2 separate regions of the Mus musculus genome follow, and region 2 is linked to region 1. A link is a contact called in public Hi-C data. All regions are on one chromosome and are shown on one strand. The core of a region is the stretch at or near the end of the contact, and the rest is flanking DNA. Distances in the headings are between cores, read along the strand shown. Region 1 overlaps Rims2 (regulating synaptic membrane exocytosis 2). Region 2 overlaps Dpys (dihydropyrimidinase).

Region 1 (4,957 bases), core at 1,015-3,514:
CAGTATGCCTTTAAAAAAAGTTATTCCAACTGACATTTTTGCAACTTTTGACTACTTTCATGAACGATATTCTTCTTTTGCCTTCTGTGGAGTTTATCACTATTGCAATTTTCAAGTCTCTGAGAACCTATTTCTCTTCCCTTTAGTCAGGTCTCTTCTTCCTCCCCTTCTGTGTTCATTGAGTAGTCTGCTGGGCCTTTTGCATATTCCCTGCTTAGACTGTTAGCTGGCCTGCTTCAGTCATACTCCTGTCTTCGTGTGCGCTTTCCTGTTCAAATATTTATTGACTCATCTTTTTAGCCTGGACAAGTACCCTAAGCATTTGACCTGAGAGTCCAGCTCCCTCCAGGACCTCTCGGTCAGGAGATGATGTCAGTTTCTATGTTGATTATTTCCTAACTCCCACTCCTTGTCCTCTAGACAAAATCTTTGTCCTCTAGAGACATAACGCATTTATAAGATAAGGACTTTCCTATGGCACTGTGTAATTCATCTTTAAACTGTGCCATGTTCTCTCGCTTTTGTCATTATTTATAATATTCTCTTCCCTGTGTATCATCATTCTTATCCATGATTCAACACATATGTTCATTAAAAGCTTTGTTGATCTCTTATTTTCAAGTCTCCCAGCAGTAAAATCTTTTAGTGCTGAGTCTTGTGTGTCTTCTCTCTGGGTGTTTCTTGGAGGAAACTTAGAGTGAACCTCTAAGTGTTTCAGTCACTTAATACATGCTCTATATAATGACTCATTGGTCTTTTTTTTCCTCACTGCAGAGCCACAACTACCAGAGGCCCAAATGGAGTCTATACACATTAGAGAAAGACGTTCTTCTGCATAGATTGTTAGAAATAAACATTTGCTTCGAATGGGCTGACTAGAGGAAACTCTGTTTGAGTGGAAAACAAAACAAAACATTGTTTGTTCCCTTCAGTTTCAGCCCTCTTGTGCAGGACCATGGAGCACAGACACCAGTTCAGCCCCCACTCATTCCCTTGGGACCTGACCTCAAGTAGGTGCATGGAGGTATTCGCTAAAGGAATCAGTTAATTCTCGCCAAGATGTTAGCCACAGTCGAAACTAGCTGCATAAGAAATGTGTGATGGCCAATTATTCAAGGAAGAACAGAGAAAATTAAGTCATGTCTCTAAGGATAATAAAGTATTAGCTAATACAAAAATACAGTGCTTATAAGATATGTCATAATAAAAACATTTTAAAATTCTAACTCATAAACTTTGTCCTTAAGTTAACAATGAATGAGAACAATGACACTTCTTATTCAAATATGAAAATATTAAATGTAGTGTTGTGAGAGTGTGGTATGCTTGTGTTTTGTGTGTAGGTACATGCTTCTGTGCATATATGTGTGTGGACCAAAGGCCAAAATCAAGTGCTTCTCTCTACTGCTTTCCTCCTCTTTCTTTTTTTCTTTTTTCTTTTTTGAGACAGTGTTTCTTTCTCATCAGTTCATCTAGGAAAGCTTCCCAATGAGCTCAGGGATCCACCTGTCTCCACCAGTCACCAACCCCAGATTCACACTACCAATGTCCAGCTCATATGTGTGTTCTCAGGTCCTTAGGCACTTACCTAACCGAGCCACCTTCTTGGCCCAGGATTTGTCCTTTGGAGCTGATCTGTCTATAGACCTACCTATCTACCTACCTACCTGCCTGCCTACCTACCTACCTATCTACCTGCCTGCCTGCCTGCCTGCCTGCCTGCCTGCCTGCCTGCCTGCCTGCCTACCTACCTACCTACCTAGTGAAAGAACACAGATGGCATCTGGGAAAATATATCCAATATAATAGATGATATTGGAAGTTGTCATCTAAGAATGGCCAAAGTAAATAGTTGGCAAACATGACCACTCCCAGGAACAGTGGTCTAGCAACTCAGGAGTCTGAGACCAGTGAATTACCTCATTTCATGGCATAGGGTCATGTAAGTAGTCAAGCCAGGATGACCTCAGTGCCAAAAATAGTAAGGAAAGGAAGAAGAAGAAAGGAAGTGAGCCATGAGGAACTAATATGAATCACAAGTTCATGTTATTTTTGTTAAATAACTGTTTACAATCATGGTAGAGAGGATGTATTTTTCTAATAGTTTAAGGAATTAAATTATATTTTCATAATATAAATTCTATTTTGAATTTTTATAAATTCAAAAATATGAGATTAACATATAGACTAATTTTAAATAATTGTAAGTGTTCAACTGTAGGGTATTCCTAATTCTTTACTGATTTAGCCTTTAAAAAGAAAGGTCTCTTTAAAGAGGGTATTTATGATCTCAGAGATCAAATACTAGCACTAGATCCCCAAGTCTTCTGGTAGAACAACCTGTGTAGTCTGTGTTCTCATAGTGTCATTATTCAGGGTTCAGCTTAATTATCTCCTCTTCAGAGAAATCTTCCTAAATTTTCACCTAAACTTTCTAGATCATCATTGCCTATATTATGTGTATTTTTCCTCATCTCATACCACTGGTTGATATGATCATTCATTTATATCTTGCCCCATGGAATCATAAATGGAAGGATCATGAAAACAAGGGCATTCTCTGCTACAGCTCCCATGCAGAGCACAAAGCCAGCCATACACCCACTACAAAATAGATTTTAAGGAGATGATCAGTCCAATAATATTAAACCTTAAACTTTAAGCTTTTATCATAACTAAAATCTAAGAATTACTGTAAGAATTTTTCTCTATACTTCAGAGAGAGTTTCTTCCATGCTTGATTTTATCAGGGTTTCTGGATATGCTGAGAGTTGAAATCAAGAATTCTTTCCTCTTGTTTTATTTTTATACACACACACAAACACAAACACACACATATACCTATACATATAAACCTATTATCAAGCTGTGCCTTGCCAGCTGATAATGCCCAGGAGGTTAGCTAGACCCACTTGCATTTTGTTCACTGTGTGTCTTTGCTCAGCTGCCCTTTCTACACTCCGCAGTTTCTGCTGCTGGGCCTTCCATAAAATACACTACTCACTAAGTCTTTACATTTCTCCTCACTTCTCGGAGGTACACATGATAAAACATTTGTTCTCATGTGAAGACTTCTTATTTGCAGTGGTGTTAAATGGTAATTCTGAGACTAAGCCACTTAGCTGTATTCTTTAAACTTATCAATTGATATATTTGATTTAATATACTCACAAATCTTTATATGTATGGATTTTTTGGACAATATTTACAGATACTTTGTGGGGAAGACATATTACTTTCCTCCAATAATACTAGATTTTTAATTTTGTTTCATAATGCACCTTAACAATTATAATTTCATTGTAAAACTGATCATTTCTATTGACAATTTTATATTCCATACCTTAAAACCACAAAATATGTAAAGTTGGCATTTTCTAAAACCAAAACTTAGGAAAAACAAAAGCCATATTTAAAAATATGGAAACTTTGTCTGGAACTGAGGACCCTGAAATTAATCATTTCAGTTTAATAACAGCACAGGAATGGCTGGAAAGCCATGGTCGTTAACTCAGGGAATGAGCAGAGGTTCACTGCCTTTGCACTTAGGTAAAGAAAATTTACTGTTGGTCCCTGCTTGCTCTTTCCTTATGCCTCTCCTAACTTATTCTATTCTGTTCTGTTCTGTTCTATTCTATTCTATTCTATTCTAGTGTTGTTACTGCTGATTCTTTTTGTTTATTCTGAAAAAAAAACAGAATAGAAAAAATGAACATTAAAAAAATACTGCTTGAAAAAGGTTAAAGCTACTTTTAATACAATGGTATCTATATTCATTTATAGATGTTTTCTATATTTTCATGTGCATGAATATTTTGCCATATAATTCTGTTTATCTTTAGACTCTCATTATTGTGTCTCATTATTGTATTGTGTACCTAATTGGATCATCCGCGCATGCTCCCAGACTTTCCTAATTGACTGGTTTCACTGCTCCCGAGTTCATTTGCCATTGCTGTAATCAAACTATCCTGACAAAAGCAGCTCGGGGAGAGGTTCCCTCTGAGCTCACAGCTCCAGGTCATCCTCATAGTGAAGACATCAAGAGGAAGGACCCCAGCAGTTAGGCAAGACAAGCAGAGAGGGAGAGAGACTGGGTCCATGTGTGTTGCACCCAGCTTATGCTCTCCTTTCTACATAGTCAAGAACCCAGACACAGACCATGTACCATTTTAGACAGATTCCTTATTGTAATCAGGACAATCTCCATAGACCTACCCCAGACCAAGCTAATCTACACAACCCTAATTGACACCACCTTCCAGGGCTTAAATTTGCTTGTGTCCTCTACAGTAGGGTAAATCCCTATATAATATGTATGCCAGCAAAAGGAAGCTACAAATATCTGCCTCCATCTCCCTGCAAGCATATATTTATGTTAATAAATATTTATTAACATACACACTTTCAAAAGTATTTTTTGTTATTGATGGGCTAGACATTAATAGATTATCCCTTTGTATTTCTTTGTTCCCATTAGGTATTTTTTACATTGTCATTAATTTTGTAATAAATATAATTGCAGCTAAAGCTGTACTCCTTGTTGAGTTTTACCTTAGCCTAAATCCTAAAAGTTTAATTTATAAGCTAAATAGTGTGGTTTTAGAAAATATTTAGTGCATGTAGCCAAATTTCTCTTCGGAAGTATATCACTGGGCAAGGTACAGTGCATACGTATGTATAATCCCAGCACTTGGAAGGCAGAGGCAGGACAAGCGCCCACCTTCGGTCAGCTTGGTTAAATATTACCAAGACACTGTCTCAAAAGCAAAGAAACAGACATAGAAATACCACATCAATAAGCAAACTACTAGAAAACAAGTGAGCTTCTTGGTGATGTGTACCCAGTAGTGTTGAAATTTGTCACATTTCAGACCCTTACAACTTATCCCCTGGCGTAATTTCTAGTGTGACAAGACTATTTTCCTAATCACAATGACAGTTCTGAAGACTTCCC
Region 2 (4,668 bases), core at 871-3,370, 210 kb after region 1:
TTTTCAAAACAATCACAGACTGTGTGTGTGTGTGTGTGTGTGTGTGTGTGTGTGTGTGTGTGTAGTGTGTATGCTTGTGTGAGTACTTGTGTGTGTGTGTGTGTGTGTGCTTATGTGTATGGTGTGTGTGTGTGTGTGTGCTTGTGTGTGTGGTGTGTGTGTGGTGTGTAAATGCTTGTGTGTATGCTTGTGTGTGTGCTTGAGTGTGTGGAGTGTGTATGCTTGTGTGTGTGCTGTGTGCGTGGTGTGTATGTGGTGTGTGTGTGTGGTATGTGTGCTTGTGTGTGTGGTGTGTTGTGGTGTGTGTATGCTTATGTGTGTGCTTGTGTGTGGTGTGTGTGTGTGCTTCTCTCTGTGTGTGTACGCTTATGTGTGTGGTATATGTGTGGTGTGTGTGTGTGTGTGTGGTGTGTGTATGCTTGTGTGTGTGCTTGTGTGTGTGCTTGTCTGTGTTTGGTGTGTGTGTGCTTGTGTGTGTGGTGTGTGTATGCTTGTGTGTGTGGTGTGTGTATGCTTGTGTGTGTGCTTGTGTGTGTACTTAGGTGTGCTTATGTATGTGCTTGTGCATGTGTGTGTGGTGTGTGTGCACTCTCATGTGTATGCATATACTTCTTTGGAGGAAGAAGACAAGAATTACAGTTCAGAAATTAGATAGCACACAATGAGTTATCTAGTTTTCTCCAAGGAAAATGCCAAGCGGTCTCTTTGAAGCTCTCCCTGATGATATGACCCTATGTACACACCCTAAGCTTCACTGTTTGGTTCATGATGCTTTTTACTCCCTATTGCTCCATGTCCCTTAGAGAACCATCCCTCTCCTGCTCAATTTCATACAAAGGTTCCTAGGCAGAACCCAGGGGCACATTCATAATCTTCAAGTCATTACTCTTCACTGAATACAAAGTTAAATTCGTTTATCTCTATCTACACTGAGAAAAGGACGGAAATTAAGCAGGAGAGGCAGCACAATGCCTTCCAGAATGGTGAATGCAAGGTCAAAGCTTGCTGTAATTGAGTTTAAAAAAAATAATAAACCCCAAATAACTGGAAACAAAAATATGCCTCCTCTGCAGAATACAGAGCGGCTAGAAGTCTTCATCAAATGTTTCAATGCACACAGTAGTCAGCTGTGCTGGTATGCTTGAGATGCTGTGAGATGCCCTGTAGCTCATAAATACAGAAAAGGGACAGTTTCCATAGTAACTAAGTGCTCTTTAATGAATACCAAAGAACCAGAGCTCAAAGGAGAGCCTTAAATTGCCAGACCACGAGTTGCTGCTGCTCCTGCAGACCTGCAGGCAGCTCACATTCCCCTTTCTCTGATCAGAGTTTTAACAGGTTGGCCATTTTGACTGATCTCTGTTTCAACCATATGACACCTTAAAATTCTGTTTCAATATCACATGAAACCCACACTCTTGATTTCTTCTCTATAAGCTAAGTACCAGAATATTCTACCCCAAAAAAGGCCAAACAACTAGATAAAGGGCTATGTCCTTAACTCTAAAGCTTTGACCGGAGCAGTGAAGCACAGGGCACACACTTCTGTCACAAGAGATAGACACAGGCTCAATGAGCTGTCAAACTGAATACAGGGGACTCTTCATTTCCAAAGCAGAAAAAAAAAAGTTGATAATGTTCTCTTTGCACTAAATGCAGCCTTTTTTTTTTTTTAAATGTGCAATGACACAGAGGAGGTATTGCAGTTGGTTTTGCAGGGACTTTTTCTTTACAGGCTTGTTATGTCTAAGGTCATCTTTCATCAGGATTTCCTACCTTTCCCCTCATACGCCCACTCCCAGTCCTCTCTCGAGATCCATCAGCACACTGATGTCAGTGCCTCACTCTTGGAACCATGCAGCTTCTATAGATTTACAAAACAAGCAGCAGAAGGAGAAAAGTGTGGATGCCCGGCTTTTCTTTCTCCTGACCTCCTTTGGTGACATTAATGAAACCCGGTTTTAGGGCAGCAGGCTATGTGGCAAGCACACTGTTTTCTACGTGCCGTTAATAACCAACAGGAATAACAAACACACAGAAACATCTAGGTACCATGTAGCCCCCAGAGCGTTAGCAATCGCTTCCTCTCTCAGGAGGCTGCCTCCTTACATAACCAGCAGATCGGGCAGCCCAGTGCGGGTTGTGGGCGCCCCCTTCAGGATATGGGATTCAATGCACATTGCCGTCTTCTGTCATTTATGCTAAAAGCATTTGAGGAATTTTGCAGTAAAACATCTAGTGTCTAATTATATGTTAAAACAGAAATCATATATAACACTGGACTGTAACTAATGTTAAAATCACCATCGTAGGATAAATCCATTTCTTCCCTTGATTAAATAATTCTTTTCCACAAGGCTAACTTTGTGAACATTCAGCTCAGTCTATGACAGACACAATTCACATTGGAGGCCATCTGGCTGCCTTCTCTTCTTTCTTCAGGCAGCCTGGACGCCTGCTCCTCCCCCGTGCTTGAGTTTACTCTGCCTCAGCTTCAGTTCGACTCTCGGGTACGGATCCTCTGCCCACTCTCATCCCACGTGACGTGACAGTACACCTCCCTCTGGCCTCATGCAGGACCGCTCTGCTCTGAACCTCTCAAACAGTATTTTTGTTTGTTTGTTTTTTGTTTTTCGAGCCAGGGTTTCTCTGTATAGCCCTGGCTGTCCTGGAACTCACTTTGTAGACCAGGCTGTCCTCGAACTCAGAAATCCTCCTGCCTCTGTCTTCCGAGTGCTGGGATTAAAGTCGTGTGCCACCACGCCCGGCTTCATTTTTTTAAAATTTTTTATTAGGTATTTTCTTCATTTACATTTCAAATGCTATCCCAAAAGTCCCCTATACCCCTCCCCCCCCCACCCTGCTCCCCTACCCACTCACTTCCACTTCTTGGCCCTGGCGTTCCCCTGTGCTGGGGCATATAAAGTTTGCAAGACCAAGGGGCCTCTCCTCCCAATGATGGCCAACTAGGCCATCTTCTTCTACATATGCAACTAGAGACACAACAATGAGAGGTACTGGTTAGTTCACATTGTTGTTCCTCCTATAGGGTTGCAGACCCCTTCAGCTCCTTGGGTACTTTCTCTAGCTCCTCCATTGGGGGTCCTGTGTTCCATCCAATAGATGACTGTGAGCATCCACTTCTGTATTTGCCAGGCACTGGCATAGCCTCACAGGAGACAGCTATATCAGGGTCCTGTCAGCAAAATCTTGCTGGCATATGCAATAGTGTCTGGGTTTGGTGGCTGTCAAACGGTATTTTTAACACATCCCTTCTGAGAGTAAACTATCTCATCTTATATTCCCTCTCCTCTTCCTGGACCAAAGGAAGGACCAGTATAGCCTGGACTCTCAGAACCTGTCTCCAAGGCGAAACAGCCCAGAGTGCGTTTGAGAGCACAACAGGAGAGCAGTTCTCTTCACGCTCCAGCTACTTCTGCTTGAGAAACAGCTCTCAGCCTCAGAAGTCAAAGTCTGCTTCAAGAGAACGAAAGGAGTCCAGCAGGGCATCCTCTCTCACGCTTGGAAAAATCTCATTTTTACGGATACATCTCTGCATCCTGTTACTATTGAAGGATCCTGTACAATAATTAAGAGCAAACTTTATATGCCCCAGTACAGGGGAACGCCAGGGCCAAAAAGGGGGAGGGGGGGTAGGGGGTTGGGGGGTGGGTATGGGGGACCTTTGGAATAACATTGAAAATGTAAACGAGGAAAATACCTAATTAAAAAAAAAGAATTAAAAAAAAAGAGCAGAGTGAGGGGATGCCCCCCTTGACTTCCTCCGAAGCACAGCTGTCACTGAAGGCAATCTTCCCAGTGTCTCCCAGCCACTGCCAAATCCCTCCTGCCTCCTGAGCCATGTGGAAGGCCGCTCTCTTCCACTTTGCCCAACCACATTCTCCGACATGCTACTGGGCTGAGCTTGACCAAGCTCAAGTTCCAAAGTACCTTTTCAAACATAAGCCTAGGGCATAGCACCTCACTTCTTAAGTTTGCCTTGTATGCAGCAACTTCCTCTCCAAGCGTGCCATACAGAAGGGGCAGATGCTGGCGCATAGCTATGCCTGGCAAAGACTGCACCAGCCAGGTACCCAGCACAGCATCAACTGTGTGGCACCACATCTGCCACATTCACTCTTCATGACTAATGCAAAGTGAGGCTTTTGTATTATTTGTTTCCGAAACCTGTGGCTAGGAAGGAGAAAAAAACGTCAGAAAGAAAAGCACAATGACGACATTCTCCAAAAGACTTGAATATGATTCCTTAACACTGGCAAAGAGATTAAAAGCAAAGGCAGAGAAATTGTCCCACCTCAGGCAGCCTCAGGACACATGTTGATGAAATCTACTACGGGATCCTGGAACAGAAATGAATGCTGGGTAAGAGCTAAGCAAACCTGAATGAAGGATGGGCTCTAGCTACTGATATAGCAATAGTAGTTCATCGACTCTGACAGTAGTGGCACTCTATCAGTTGACAATAGTGGGATAAGGCTGTGGGGACCAAGGGGGTTTTCTCTGCCATCATCGGAACCCTTATTCCTTTTTAAAAATGCACCTCAACATTATCAGAAAGTAAAGGAAGACTATGCCACGGCACTGTGAGCCGGTGTGCAGAACTCACTAGGATTCAGTGTGCAGGGTAGGAAGAGGTAGGAGGTGATG

What was found. A called contact is a pair of places that touch in the nucleus more often than the background predicts.
Region 2: a contact with region 1 is called in a Hi-C map of bone marrow-derived macrophages, with 6 times the contacts expected there. The contact joins two enhancer-like sites. A contact is called at or near these places in 8 of 484 Hi-C or Micro-C datasets (bone marrow-derived macrophages, embryonic stem cells, macrophages and 1 more), 6 of 115 datasets of contacts at active chromatin or transcription factors (embryonic stem cells and stem cell-derived epiblast-like cells) and 1 of 9 other capture datasets (embryonic stem cells).

The regions. Positions count from the first base shown.
Region 1 is chr15:39,609,132-39,614,088 of GRCm38.p6, forward strand. All of the region lies in intron 21 of Rims2 (regulating synaptic membrane exocytosis 2), which reads left to right. Among named protein-coding and RNA genes, the nearest start is that of Dcstamp, 130 kb to the right of the region's middle. Within about 2 kb of position 2,265, at least 7 of the 459 cell types and tissues checked have an H3K27ac peak or open chromatin away from gene starts, as enhancers often do. A contact at or near this core is called in bone marrow-derived macrophages, where this site is marked.
Region 2 is chr15:39,815,116-39,819,783 of GRCm38.p6, forward strand. All of the region lies in intron 7 of Dpys (dihydropyrimidinase), which reads right to left. Among named protein-coding and RNA genes, the nearest start is that of Gm16291, 20 kb to the left of the region's middle. Within about 2 kb of position 2,121, at least 69 of the 459 cell types and tissues checked have an H3K27ac peak or open chromatin away from gene starts, as enhancers often do. A contact at or near this core is called in bone marrow-derived macrophages, where this site is marked.